Linked DNA regions of Rattus norvegicus: region 2 is linked to region 1. A link is a contact called in public Hi-C data. All regions are on one chromosome and are shown on one strand. The core of a region is the stretch at or near the end of the contact, and the rest is flanking DNA. Distances in the headings are between cores, read along the strand shown.

Region 1 (6,984 bases), core at 1,477-3,976:
TCAGCTGGCCAGACGTGGTGGACTGACCACCCTGCCTTCTTGGACAGGCAAGGGTAAGCTCGCTCCACTGTCCTACCCACAATGCCTCCTCATACATGCTGCCGCTGCTCTTCCAGTACTGCCCAGCCTCTGTCTTGCTGGGCTGGTGTCACTGCTCTCTCTGTGCCTGGAATAGCTTGGTCATTGCCTCTCTGATGGATCACAGTCTCGATAAAGTCAGGGATATATTAGTCCATCACGCACTAGAGGCTGGGTGTTCGGTAAGCAGTAACTTTCTGCTTCCTTTAATTCTGTCCACCTGTCCCATGGGCTACTCAATAGGCATCAGGATGCTCTTCTACTGTTGTGCTGACACTGTCCTTTGTACCTTGATGTGTCACTCCTGCCCACCCTGCACTGTCCAAATATGTACTAGCGAACCGAGACAAAGGTGCACCCTTAACCAAGAAGGGTACATCTGTTGGTCTATCCTTTGATGGACAGCCACAAAGAGTGGATGGATTCCTCTCTATATAGTGGGGATGTCAGAATGTTTGGACCCAAGAGAGATATGGAAGAGGATGAATCTTCCTCTCCTCACCTTTAGTTCCCTGGTTCAAGGACAGGAACCATACACTGTCCTGGCCACTCTGGGAAAGGCCATGCCGCCTGCTGGTGGAGCTAGTCTGTCTCCCACCCTTGTCTGAGCTCACACGTGGAGCTAGTCCCAGCAATACATCCTCATCTGCTAAGGTGGCAGCCCTGCAGGGGGCTAATGAGAAGGGAGGTGTGAGGCAGGAGCCTCCACTGCACAAGTAATTATAGCCACTCAAGCTGCTGACAGGGCAGTCAGCTGTAGGGCTGCTGGCAACGGTGACTGCTGTTACCTGAGCCACAAAGTCTCTCCCTCCTAATGAGGTTATTACTAACCCACTGGCTGCTGGGACCCTCAGGCCTCTCCACTCTCTGCCTTCCTGCCTGTAGATCCGGGCTTGCCTTTCAGACCGTCTTGAGGTTTGGTCCATATAGTCAAAGGGAACAATGACACACAGTTGACACTTCTTTGCTTAGTCTTTGCTGGGTTCTGGACTGAGCAGGAGTGAGAAGACACCTGTAGCACTTTGATCCTCTGGGGGTCTCCCTCCATGACTTCTTACCTGGGTTGGAATGTGTCCTCCCTACCAGTTTTCAGCTTCAGTGTCTGGTGTGAGTTCCCCCTACCTATGCTGTAACACACTGCCTTCAATGATAGTTGCTTCAGCCTGATCCTATAAAAGTTATTGAATGAGGGAGCAAGGGTGGTGGTGTTGTGGTGTGGTGTGGGGGTAGGGGTGGGAGGGATAAAGTACTTGGCAGTAGGGTACTTCTCATGCAGGTATGCATACTTGAAATCAAGCCCCCCACACCCAAACAAAAAGACTAAGGCAGATAGATCCCTGAGACTGTCTGGATAGCTCGACATCATAATTGATAAAGCCCAGGTCCCAGTGAGTGACCCTGTCTCAAAATGCAGGGAGAATAGAAGCTGCAGCTGACTTCCAGCCTACACATGCCCACCTGCTTGCATACAAACAAGTTAGGAGAATGAAACCAAAGGCTCACAGAAGAGCTGTCCCCCATGCAGGTTGAAATCTCTCTCTCTCTCTCTCTCTCTCTCTCTCTCTCTCTCTCTCTCTCACACACACACACACACACACATACACAAACTCACACACACAAACTCACACACAGACACACACTCACACACTCTCTCACACACACTCACATGCACAAACTCACACACAAACTCACACACACACACACGCACAGGCAGACACACACACACACACACACACACACACACACACACACACACACCATCATTGCATTTTGCCAGCACTAGATCTCTTGGCGAGGATTTTTAGTTCTTTCCCGGGGTCAAGCTCGTTCTGGGTGTAGATACCCTCATCCTGACACTCTGGCAAATTACCCCTGTTGACATTCTTTCCCAACCCCTGCCTTCAGCCTACATCTCCAGTGCTAGAATAAACCAGGAAGCTAGTATTCCAAACGGTGTTGGTACAGTGACTTCAGTGGATGTCTCAGAGAGGATTTCTGGTTGTTTGACAATGACCGTGCTTCTTTATGCCCTCTGCAGACCTCAGAACTCCACCACAGTAATCTCCTGGCCCTGTCTGGATGACACTGGGACGAAAGAACAGGATACCAATGGCCAAAATCTTGGAACAAAGGCATGGACCCTGGCAGGAATCAGCTCTCAGCAGGCAACTCATCCTGAAGCTGCCTGGGTCCGAAGAAACGCCCTGCCGCGCTCCACCTCTCTCAACAGCTGGCCCGCGTGTCACAGCCAATTAGGCTTTGGAGGGAGTGAGAGAGAAAAGAGTGACACCGCGTATTGACCCCCGCTGTCACGGGGCAGATGTGGAGGCCAGCACGCAGCCCCCGCACGGCCATGCCGCTAATTAATCACCTTGGCCACCGAGTCGTGACAGCGCTTGGTTTGCACGATGCCAGGAGCCTGGCACCTGCAGAGAGACGCGCCCGCAGGCAGGAGGCTTTACGCCACCAGACATCCCTTTCCTCGGCTGGCGCACCAACCCAGTTTCTGGCAAGTTCTCATTGCAACTGCAGTGTTAAAAGGAAAGGCGGAACAAACTTTTCAAAGTCAGTGGTAATTATACACAGCGCAGGGTGGAGGAGCTCGTGAGCAAGCCAGGCACAGAGGGAGGTTGCTCAGACGCAGAGGGAGGAGCTAGGAGGACCTAACCAGAGGATGCTCTTTCTGCGCAAGCTTTTTCAAACAGGCAATGGGACTGTGCACCCTAAGACAGCAGCTCCCAAGACACAGAGTTGCAGTTATCTGAGCGCAAGAACAGAGTCTCTTATCTTTGGTGTCAGCTTTGGGCACCGTGTGCCCTGCCAGATGTGCATTTAGAAATAGTCAAAGAAGGAATAAGACACAGTTGGCTGTTACTATCAAGGAGCTCCTGGCCAGCTGGGGACATAGGCACATACCAGGTCATTCTTTGCACTGTGGCGTGCCAGTGTCTGGTGTGTTGGAGTCTGGGCATGGGTATAGTAAGGACTGCAAAGAGGGACAGCAACCTTTATTTCAACCGTAGGACATTCAAATGATCCTGTTTGATGGACGGGGCAAGTCTTCAGTGAATCAGACCTTATTTCTATTGAAATTAGAAATAACAGCTTTTCTCCTCCAGATAAAGTCTGGCCCCACCCATTCCCAAACTGAGTGCAGACAAGGCTGTCTGGGCCAATGGAGCAAACTGTGCATCTATGCGGGTGTAAGCTTTTTGTTTGTTCGACACTGAGACCTATCACCCACGTAGGCCTATTAGAAGGAACCTAAAGTCAGTGTGAGGAGGAGTTGAAATCGGGTGCACTGATTGTGGTGGTTTGAATATGCTTGCCCCGTAGGGAGTGTTTACTGCTAGGAGGTGTGCCTTGATGGAGGACGTGTGTCATTGTGGGGGTGGGGTTTGAGACCCTCACCCTAGCCATGTGGGAACCAGTCTTCTGTCTGCCTTTGGATCAACATGTAGAACTCTCAGCTCCTTCAGTGCCATGCCTGCCTGGATGCTGCCATGATTCCTACCATGATGATAATGAACTGAACCTCTGAACCTGTAACCCAGCCCCAATTAAATGTTGTTCTTTATAAGAGTTGCCTTGGTCATGGTGTCTGTTCACAACAATGAAAACCCTGACTAAGAGACTGATCAATGTGCAAAGAACAAGAGACTGTGGGCATTTAGCCATAAATGTGACACCCGTGTTATATCCACCTTTCCCCCTTAGGCTCAGGGAACACAGTGGAAAAGGTGGCAAAAATATGATAAGAGTCAGACATCTTCAAAGGCTGCTGCAAAATAATGTCTTTTGGAAGCAGCAAGGCCCTAGCACTCATGAGCTCTCAATGGCTGTAGTTTGTGGCACAATCCTGGTGTGAGTCCAGGACAGTCCACACCCCAGCATGAAGAGGGAAGGGCTCATGAGGCCCCATCTCCAGTTAAGGAGGTACCGGCAATTGGTGAATGCTAGTGGTGGGAGAGTCGGTTTTCTTCAGCAGTGTGGCCTGTGGTAGGTGGTTCATGTTCAAATAGATGGTGCCCCACATCCATGCACATATATGCAGCGCTAGCTGGCTCAGAGGCCGAGAAAGAGATAGAGACAGAGACACAGACGGAGACTGTGGGGGCCCTGCAAGAAGTCAGAAGGTGACTACGGCTATGCCCTAAGCACATGGCATTTGGGTATTATGTAGCAAGATAATAAATATTTTTTAAAAAGTTGCAAGTGTCCTCCTCAACTTGTTCCCCGGTGTATCTGCAGATGCCTCCTTTGGGCATAATTTTATTTTGCTAATTAACTTTCGAACGAGGAACCAAAATTAAACATTAAAATAGCAGAGCATGGTGAATTGGTCTGAAAATTGAGAGGGCCGATGATATTCGTCTGGGAAAAATAAGAAAATTGATCCCGCAAAACAACACAACAGATATTACCCCTATCCCCCAAAGTGGGCGGACGAAACCTTAGTTGATGTTGCTGCAGTCAAGCAAAATCAATCGCCTTCAGGGAGACAGCTTCTTTGGTTATGCCCGTGGCCTGCAGCCCCTACACAGCCTTCGAGATGTCTTTCTAGAGGAAAAGACTGACGATGTCTCCCCAGACCTAAGGGAAAAGGTTTCTGGTATAAAAGTCAAAGACCCCATCTTGTGGTCAAATGAAGAATTGCAGCTCCTCTGGCACAATGTCGTATGGAAACTGAGAACACAGCCAGCCCAAGAGCCCCAGAACGTCTCAGCGAGCCTTTACTTCTGGGAAAGCTTTCTGCCTCAGCCAGGCCTCCCCTCTGCTGCCCCTGCCTTCCTATCTGCGAACAAATATCCTGCACTTTCTATAAAGGCTCTCCCACGCCCTCAACCCTGTAAATCAGTGGTTCTCAACTTGTGCGTCTCGACCTTTCTCAGGGTAGTCAACTGACTCTTTGATAGGGGTGTCTAAGACCATGGGAGAATACAGATATTTTTACATTATGATTCATAACTTGAAAAATTACTGTTATGAGCTAGCAACAACAATAATTTTATGATTGAGGTACGCCACAGGTTGAAGAACTATATTAAAGGATTAAGGCATTAGGAGGCTTGAGAACCCCTTTTGTAAACTGAATTTATCCCTTTTTTTAAATCCCTCCTCCCTGCATACTCTGTCCTTAATAGGCTACAGCAGAACTCCACAGGGAAGGAAATGAAGGCACCATCTGAAGCTGTCACATATCTGATTTTTGGATTGTCATTTCCAAATGAGACTTGAGCTTCTCCTAAGGGCCTGGCAGAGAGGGCAAGGTCACTCCACAGTTCACCAAATCTCTTGGCCATCATGGCTACTGTGGTGGTTTGTATATGCTTGGCATATGCAATAAGGAGTGACCTCACTCTTAGGAGGCGTGGCCTCACTCTTAGGAGGCGTGGCCTCACTCTTAGGAGGCGTGGCCTTGCTAGAGTAGATATATCACTGTGGGCGTGGGCTTCAAGACCCTTGTCCTAGCTGTCTGGGAGACAGTCTTCTTCTGTTGGCCGTTGGAACAAGATGTAGAACTCTCGTCTCCTCCTGCACCATGCCTGCCTGGATGCTGCCATGCTCCTGACTTGATGATAACGGACTGAACTTCCAAACCTGTAAGCCAGCTCCAATTAAATGTTGTCCTTATAAGAGTTGCCTTGGTCATGATGTCTGTTCACAGCAGTAAAACCCTGACTAAGACAGCCACTGTTGCAGATTTGCTTCTGGACTAGAGTTGGGGTAAGTATATGTGACCAGCAGCCTTCTGGGCACCCTCAAGGACTGAGGAGTAGGTAAGACCAAACACACAAGGAAAACCTAGTATTTGTTAGAGATAGAAGTTACAGGGAGTATGAACTGACTGCAGGGTGTTCTCCATAGCCTAAACACTGTCACCACTTAAAATGACTTGATGGACAGATAATCACGGCTGGCATGCTGAAGAGTTTTAGTGGGACCTGGCAGCTACTTCATAATATTAGCCACTCTGATTAGTCAGAAGATAATTTTAATGTCAGAGCAATCCATCTAACAGCTCTAGGATGAGAAATAAGTACTGTTGGTCTCAATAAGGCTCCCAGGGATAGCCAGGAAGAACTTCCGGTGAACATCTGAGAAGTCTGAGATGCAGCTGTCAAAACGGTTCTCTGTACTAGAAAGGACTTGGCTGTCTACAGAGGAGTTTCTCCTTACTGTGTCCCCAGTACACCTGATAGCGTATTTGTGAGTCCAGGGGTGTCCCAGCTTCTCCAATCTGTCCTGATAAACCTGTACCCCTGTCTGGAGGGACATTGGAGTTCATATTGTAAGACTCGACCTGAGTCTTAATTACCAGGAGACTCCTATGAATGAGTGGTGAGACCAGAGACCGATGGCAATATCATGAGAATTATTATTCCAGCAAGCTGGGGTCCACCTACTTCTCGAGGAGAGGTGACCCCGAACAATCTGTTAGTGTATTTTTATACATTCGAAGGGCAGGTTACAGCGATGGAGATTGGACATACGGGGGGTGGGGCATTGGTGAGCTCAGTTCACCTTTTTTAGGTGACTACAAACCAGGGCAGCATCTGGGTCCTTGAAATGCATTCCTTTAGAGAAGGTTGAGATAGTCCTGCTGTGAGGACAGGACTCCCTGGTGACCTGGGCGTTGATTGGTGCACTCTCTACTGGATGGGATTAGCTGTCTGAGGCTGGTGGAAAAATACTAGCTCCCTCAGTATTAGGCTGGTGGTCAGTGGAAGTCAGAAAGCCCTCCTAGATACAGATAGCTTAAGTCCAGCTCACACATGGGGTTAGAAGACTGGGCACAATGATCCGTGGTGAGAGCCACCGTTTCTTCTTTGATGATGGTTTCCCTTGATGGTCAGGTTGAGAGCTTCCTGGGCAGTGGGCTTCTGAAATCTCAAGTGGAGTTTT
Region 2 (6,984 bases), core at 2,662-5,161, 1.5 Mb after region 1:
AGGGTGATAGGAAAACCCACATGACAGGAGGTGATGTGCTAAAAGAATTAACACAGCACTTAAAACCTAATAACAGCCAATAAGTATTAGTTAACATAATGATTATGTCCTGCCACAAGGCCTCTTTTCTCCCCAATAGCATACATTGACATCTAAGCTGAGGTCATTCTAGACACACACACACACACACACACACACACACACACACACACACACACACACACACATTCTAAGTTTATACCAGCTGTATATTGTTGACATGTGTTCTACCTGTAAGTCTAACTCCCAATCCCCAGCCTAGCAAAACCTCGTCTTTATCTTCTTTCTCAGGCTAAAGTTATCAGAATTGTATATCACTAGCCTGAGACTCTGGGGTCCCCATCAATTTACCCCACAGTCCAAGAGGCTCACTTCCTCTGATGCCCACAAATACACCTTAATTTCAATGGCAGCCATCTCTCCTCAGATTTGTATTTCAACATGCCTCCTGAATTCCTGTTATGACTTATACTGGTTTACTTTCGGCACTGCCCCTATGGTCTTTTATTAAAGCACACATATAATCCTTCTACTTAAAATATTACATTGCTTTACCAACATTTTCAAATTGCTTTATCCAAATTGCTTTTTAAAAAAAAATTATTGACTTTAAAAATTTTTGTATAGCCCCTCCCTCAGCTCCTTCTAGAACTTTCCCCTCTCCTTACTCATGTTATTCTCTCTCTCCCTCTGAATTTCTTACTATATACATAAGGTTCCTCTTGAACTGGCTTTGGCCTACCTTTCCAGCCTCAATCCCCCTCTTTATTCATTCTATTCTGTTCACGTCAAAGTGTTCTTCTCAGTTATTTTAGGTACTCATGACCTTACCTCACTCTTGAGAGCACTTTCTGTTTCAGCTCTTGGCTTCATAGCTACTGTTCCCAGGATCGGAATTGCCTCTGCTTCTCAGCGAGCTAACTCCCCACACCAACACTTGCTGAGTTTGCAATAAGTGCTAGCTAAACACATATCTGCTTGCATAAACAGATGAAAAATTGCTGGGAGATGCTCACAAAAGGTTTATATGGAAGGTGGGGCTTTTAAGAACAACCTGAGTCCAACATAATGGGCAGTAGAGCTGAAGAAGTTTGGCTTCAAGGAAAATAGGCCAAGGGAAAGGAGAGGGATTTCTAAGAAGACCCTGATATAAATCACTATGAGTCTGTTCCAGCCAGGTCCCTGGGCTTGCACCCAAGTTCTAATAGAAAGGAGCCACCAATATTAAAGGGATTAATTTTTTTAAATAGAAACCTGTGGGGCCCTACCTTAAATACCTAAATAGAACCACCTTAAGATCTTCATTAGAGAAACGGTATGGGACACTCTGAGAATTGGGCTCAGAGGACAACATAAGGCATCAGTGCCCTAACTGGGCCTTAATCCTCACAGTATAAACAATAAGTATGTAGTGTTTTTATGGAGTCTTGTAGTGGTGCTGGTGATAGAGTAGTTTATGGTAGGTATCAACATTATTGATAGTACTCACAGTCAGATACACAAACAGGGACTACCAATGATTTTGAAAACCACTGATACATAGACAAGAAGTATTTTTAAAAAACAAGTGGGAAACAAGTGTTTCCTGCTCACAGAGCACATTTGGAAACCTAAGCACTCCAGAATGTGTTAGGTGGCGCTTAAAGAGTCTAGAGTCCTATGGAAGGGTAGAACTTATTAGAGAGAGACTTCATCTATTTTCTTTAAATTGATGTGATCTGGGAAGAGTAGTCTTCAGTGGCAATGAGGCCAAAGTGCGTGTAAGGTTTAGGGAGGATTTAAACTGAAAATGTAAAAAAGTAAGGAGTGTAATGGGATGCTAAGGGAAGAAGATGCTGGAACGAAGGCTAAGGCTACAGCACAGAGTGGAGAAAGGCTTGTCCAGCATGCACACATCCTGGGTCGCATCTCCTTCGCCAGAACAAAAGCAACTAAAAAGTTCCAGAATAGCTTGTCATGGAACAAAAGAGAAAAAAAAATCCCTTTAGGAAAATGTATTGAGGTTCCATATAAAACAAAGATTTCCCTCATCTGGAAATGCATCGTCTTATTAATAATCTTCAATATGAAAATCACGACCATGTGATCATGAAATAGAAAGGAAAAAGGTAATTCTAGTATATATACCTGTGATGACTGAAAGCACATTGTTAACAAACTGTAAACTAAACAGTGTGAATACATATATGTATGAATATGTGTATATATGTTCGTATAGATATGGCATATGTGCATGTAGTCGGAGTACTTATAAGACATGTCCCCGTGAAGGCGAATGGTGATAGCTAATTTACTGAGCAAACACCATGTGTTGGCACTGTAGTAAGATCACTATGTAGAGAAATTTTGATTCTTGAAGCATCCATTTTTATCTTCATTTAATCAATACAGTGTGGGTCGCTAAACAGCTTAACAGGAGCTTCAGATTAAGGAAGTGAGGACGCGAGCCCTGGGATCAGGCAGTAAAGACTAAGATTGCCCTGGATGCTGCAGCTACAGGAGACAAGCCAGCAAGTTTAGGGTTGCCCTGTCAGAACCTGTTAGTCCAGGAATCTTGTTTTCCATCCTTCCCTACCCTTTGCATATTCTGGAACTTGGGTCCTGAGATCTGAATGGACTTCAATCATCATCTCTTTAAAACTGAGTTAGTCCTGGGCTATTTTTTCCCACCATGCTTCAGGGATTCTGTTTGGCTACTTGTTAACTGCTCTGAGATTTGTGACAGAAAGCCTTCTACAAAGATGGCAAGAGGGAAGTGGGTAGCACACTCTTGGATCTCTGCACTTGGGAGGCAAATACTGGAAGAGCTGATGTTGAAAGTCAGATATGGTTAGAGAGAAAGTTCAAGGACAGCCCAGGCTACCTATGACCTTGTCTCAAGAAAGAAAAAGAAAAGTTTCCGCCCCATAGAAACTAGCCTAGATGGCTTAATGGCTGCCACCATTGAATGTGATATAGTCTATTAGATTAGTAAATCTTCTTAAAATGTATCTTACCTGAGTGTTGTGGTAAAAATATACAAAATATAACACTGTCTTTTATCCTCCACTAAGTCCGGCACTGCAGTGCCCCAAGATATCTGCTAGGTATCTTAAGTCTCAGTCAGCAAAGCCTCTCACCCGCTTTGCTTCATCCCATATCACACTTCTGTAGGCCTCTCTCTGAGCCTGGCAGCAATCTCTCTGCCTATCCAATTTCCAAGGTAGGTTTCCATGCCAGAAATACACATCCCAATTCCTTGGTGGCCCATTGTCTCTAGCCACCGCATACTTTCTTACACTTAAATCACTACATGAAAGAACACACAACACAATAACCTCTGATCCAATTGATAAGATATAATTCCCCACCTAAACATACAAAGCCCTGTACACAGCCATCCCTTAAGTACATTTATAACAACCTGTAAAGGTACAGCGAGGAATCTTAACGTCAGCCTCCATATTGTCCCGCCACGGCTCTCTCCGTCCTTTCTTCTCTTCCGTTCCTGTCTCCTCCTCTTCCTTCAAACTTTTCTCCCGCCCACTCTTCCCTCTTGTCCAATAACAGGCCTCATTCTATCTTGTACCTGCCTCACCTGTGACATCATCCCACACCTGTGCACACGATAAACATTGATAATACTTGTTGGTAAGTAAGAAAAGTTATATGAGCCAATTTTCTTTGTGACCAGCCTTTAATATTTTACTTCTATCCTCAACTTATTATTGCTTATCTCACATCAAGTCTGTCTATTCACAAAGACTAGGGTAAGCTATATGAAGTTATGTGGACGGAATAGTGTCCATGAAGACTAGGATAGGCTTTATGAAGTTATGTGGGACAATCGAGTGCTTAGTGGGTACAAGAGACCTTCTCACATTACAGCTATGTGCAAATGTAGTTGAGGCTTCTATTCCTGTCCCTCGAGAAACAAACCCAAGCTGAGTTTGATATGATACAGCATGTCCCTGCCAAATACTTTTGCTCATCAGCAATATGCAGAGACTGGGCTCAGCCTGGTTTCCACCTATGCTATGGTAAGTCTCCATTAATTGATCACACTACCTATGCCTCAAGTCACACACTGTGGAAAATATAGTGTGTAACTGATCACCAGAAGATGATGTAAATACTCCTCATTGAGGTTGGAATGGAGATGTTTACACAGAAAGCTTAGAAGTGGCTTAGCCAAAATACAGCAAAGACGAAAGGAAGATAGAGAGGTAGTGAGCTGGACCAGAAAGACCTTGGCAAACTCATCCTGGATCACTGACGTTTTACGTCTCCAGATAGGAAGTGCTCAGCACATGTTTGTCAACTAAGTGGAGTGCATGTGCACTTTTTGGCTCACAGAACACTTTCCCGAGCATTACCTCAGATGCTCCACAATAACCTTGCAAAGTGGACAGGGTCCCACGACTGCATATTCGCGGGGTAGTGTGTATGTTCTGACACAGCTATAGACTGTATCATGTTGAAATGGGGTGAAACATGCCTATTTCCTGGAATCTTGGTCATGATTTTTACGCACTATCTTCATCCTCAATCACCTGCTGGGGACAACATTCTACAGATTCTTGCTTCCTTTTACCACAATTGAACATCGATTGGCCAAACTTTGCCTATCCCTCCCTCCCTTCCTCTCCTCAGCCTTGGATAACTACTATTCTACTCCCAGCCTCTAAGATATTACCTTTATTATATTCTGCATACAGATGAGATCATACAGTGCTGGTGGGCACTTTTAACCCCATTTTCCAGAACCAAAAAACTAAGCCTTGAAGCACTTGAGTGACTTTTTTTTTTAACCAAGGTCACAAACCTAGTTAATAGCAACACTGCGTCTCATGCAGTGGCTCTGAACCCTAAACCCTGTGTTCTTTTCAAGGCTTCATTCAAGCCTCGTAATTCTAAAATACAGTCCTAAAATAACACAAAAGCCTCGGCCAGCCTCCTTCTCTATTCCCTTGACCTCATTAAAGCTTTAAATGGAACTTGTCCTCTCAAACTTAGGGTGCAACATCAAATCTTTAGAGTTTCTGGGGCGCGTAGCAACAGCCTGCTTTAATCTAATAACTGGCTGGAGTGGAACCACAGAAAGAACATTTAAAGAAGGCAAATTGTTATTTTTCAAAAACCAAGCCATTCCCCGACTAAAAGGTTCAGAGCTTTTTCCCTTTCCAAGAAAATATTTATTCCTCTAAAAGATTTCTTCCCGTTAACAATATTTTTACAGCCTTTGTGATACTTTTACAACATTTTAGATGCAACCTAAATACTATATATTTCGAGAATGGAACCATTACATTAAGAACACTGCATATGTTTAAAAGTGTCTTTTATGGGGTTTATTAAAAGAAGCCATAAATTTCTGAGAAAGGTTTAAGCCATATTACATTGATCTTACTTCTAATTTAAACAAAATGTAAACTTTAAGTAAAACCTTGATGTGGAATGTAAACTCACTCATACACCCTGAGCTGACTCATTCGCATGCGCCACCTTTAAAATATTAAATCATCTATGAGGCACTCCATTTCTTTGAGTGTTTTTCAATCACAACAAATAGCTTTCTGGTGATTGCTTGTACCTGTTGACTTTCTCGGATTCATTCACAATGAAGAATGGATGGTACCAGCTGGCTACAAGAACAGGGTCAGAACGGGAATAGCTCTCCGGGCCAAGGGAAATTGGCAGCCCTACTAAGCTCCAGAGGTGCTCTTTCCAGAAATTCTTACAGACCCGAAGGCCTGGTGATTGCCATCTTAGGAACGGAAGCACTAGACATCGGGAAGGGCCAGGCTACTTTTCAATAGGACACAGCAGCCTGGTTGCAGGTGGCAGGGGCTCCACCTGTATGCCCTGATGCTATCCTGGCTTCCCTGCAGGATTACAATGTGGATTAGATGAGCTCATCCCCACAATGCATCCATCACAGCTTTTGACAGATAGTACTCAGCAAGATGAGCAGGCATTGACATCATCATTGTTAGCCACTGCACACTGGGGTTGATGGTGTCTTCTCTAACCAGGGTCCATTCCTCAAAAGGGCCACAGCCAATTGTGCTATGTGCACCAAATTATTCATAAAGATGTTATTAGATAATAAGAAACATATATATTTGGTCACATTTATTTGATTTTTCATTTCTACTTCTTGAGTCTAGAAATCCCAAGTGATGGGGTAAGAGAAGAATCTTTTGCTCTTTATAAGAAGTCCCTTTCAAGCAGATCTACTGAAGTGTGAGTTGAGGGGATGCCCAGTGACTGGAAAAGAAAAAAGAAAAAAAAAAGAAACTCCACATTGCAGGAAAGAGCCTGGTCACCAAAGGAATTAACTACACACTATAATTATAGGAACTTTCAGCCCCACAGAGAGTAACTATTGAGCTAATCACCAACACACACTGATATCTGTGCAATAGAGACCCCTGAAAGCCCTAGCAAGGCATCTGAGGTTCTGTGTTAATGAAATCTTCCAGTAGAGTAGCACACCCCAAGCAAAGACAGGACAGCTGCCCTACCCCGGGCCTTTTCTAGCCTTGCTTTATGCTTCTATTCATTTACAATTTTGATGACATCATTCATAAGGAGCTTGCAGACATGAAGATCATGCTCCCTACAGTTCTATGTGCCATTTCTGCAACTTCCTGAAACAGGGCAGTCTCCCGATCAGCAGCAAAGGCAACAGAAGTGTGGCACCTTGGAAATGCTCCTGCGGTTGGATTGGGAAGTGGGGGACCCTTGCAAAATTGAGCGTTCTACCTGTTAGTTCACTGCAAACTTCAGGTAATTAGTGTCAAAACTGAGTTGAGCCCTAGGACATCCTGTTGGTCTTATGATATGATATGAACTGAGAGGGAACTTACATTTTTTGTAAGTATTCGAGGAAAAAGAGCAGGACTTTCCTCTACCCTCCCAGACCATGCTCGTGTAAAGCAAACTTAGCATCCAATGCCAATC

What was found. Hi-C and Micro-C count contacts between places; a contact is called where the count stands out from the background.
Region 2: a contact with region 1 is called in a Hi-C map of mammary epithelial cells, with 3 times the contacts expected there. The contact joins two enhancer-like sites. A contact is called at or near these places in 5 of 12 Hi-C or Micro-C datasets (kidney, liver, mammary epithelial cells and 1 more).

What each region holds. Positions count from the first base shown.
Region 1 is chr13:82,605,590-82,612,573 of GRCr8, forward strand. No RefSeq gene overlaps it. Among named protein-coding and RNA genes, the nearest start is that of Lmx1a, 240 kb to the left of the region's middle. Within about 2 kb of position 2,727, at least 18 of the 93 cell types and tissues checked have an H3K27ac peak or open chromatin away from gene starts, as enhancers often do.
Region 2 is chr13:84,057,725-84,064,708 of GRCr8, forward strand. No RefSeq gene overlaps it. Among named protein-coding and RNA genes, the nearest start is that of Nuf2, 190 kb to the right of the region's middle. Within about 2 kb of position 3,912, at least 2 of the 93 cell types and tissues checked have an H3K27ac peak or open chromatin away from gene starts, as enhancers often do.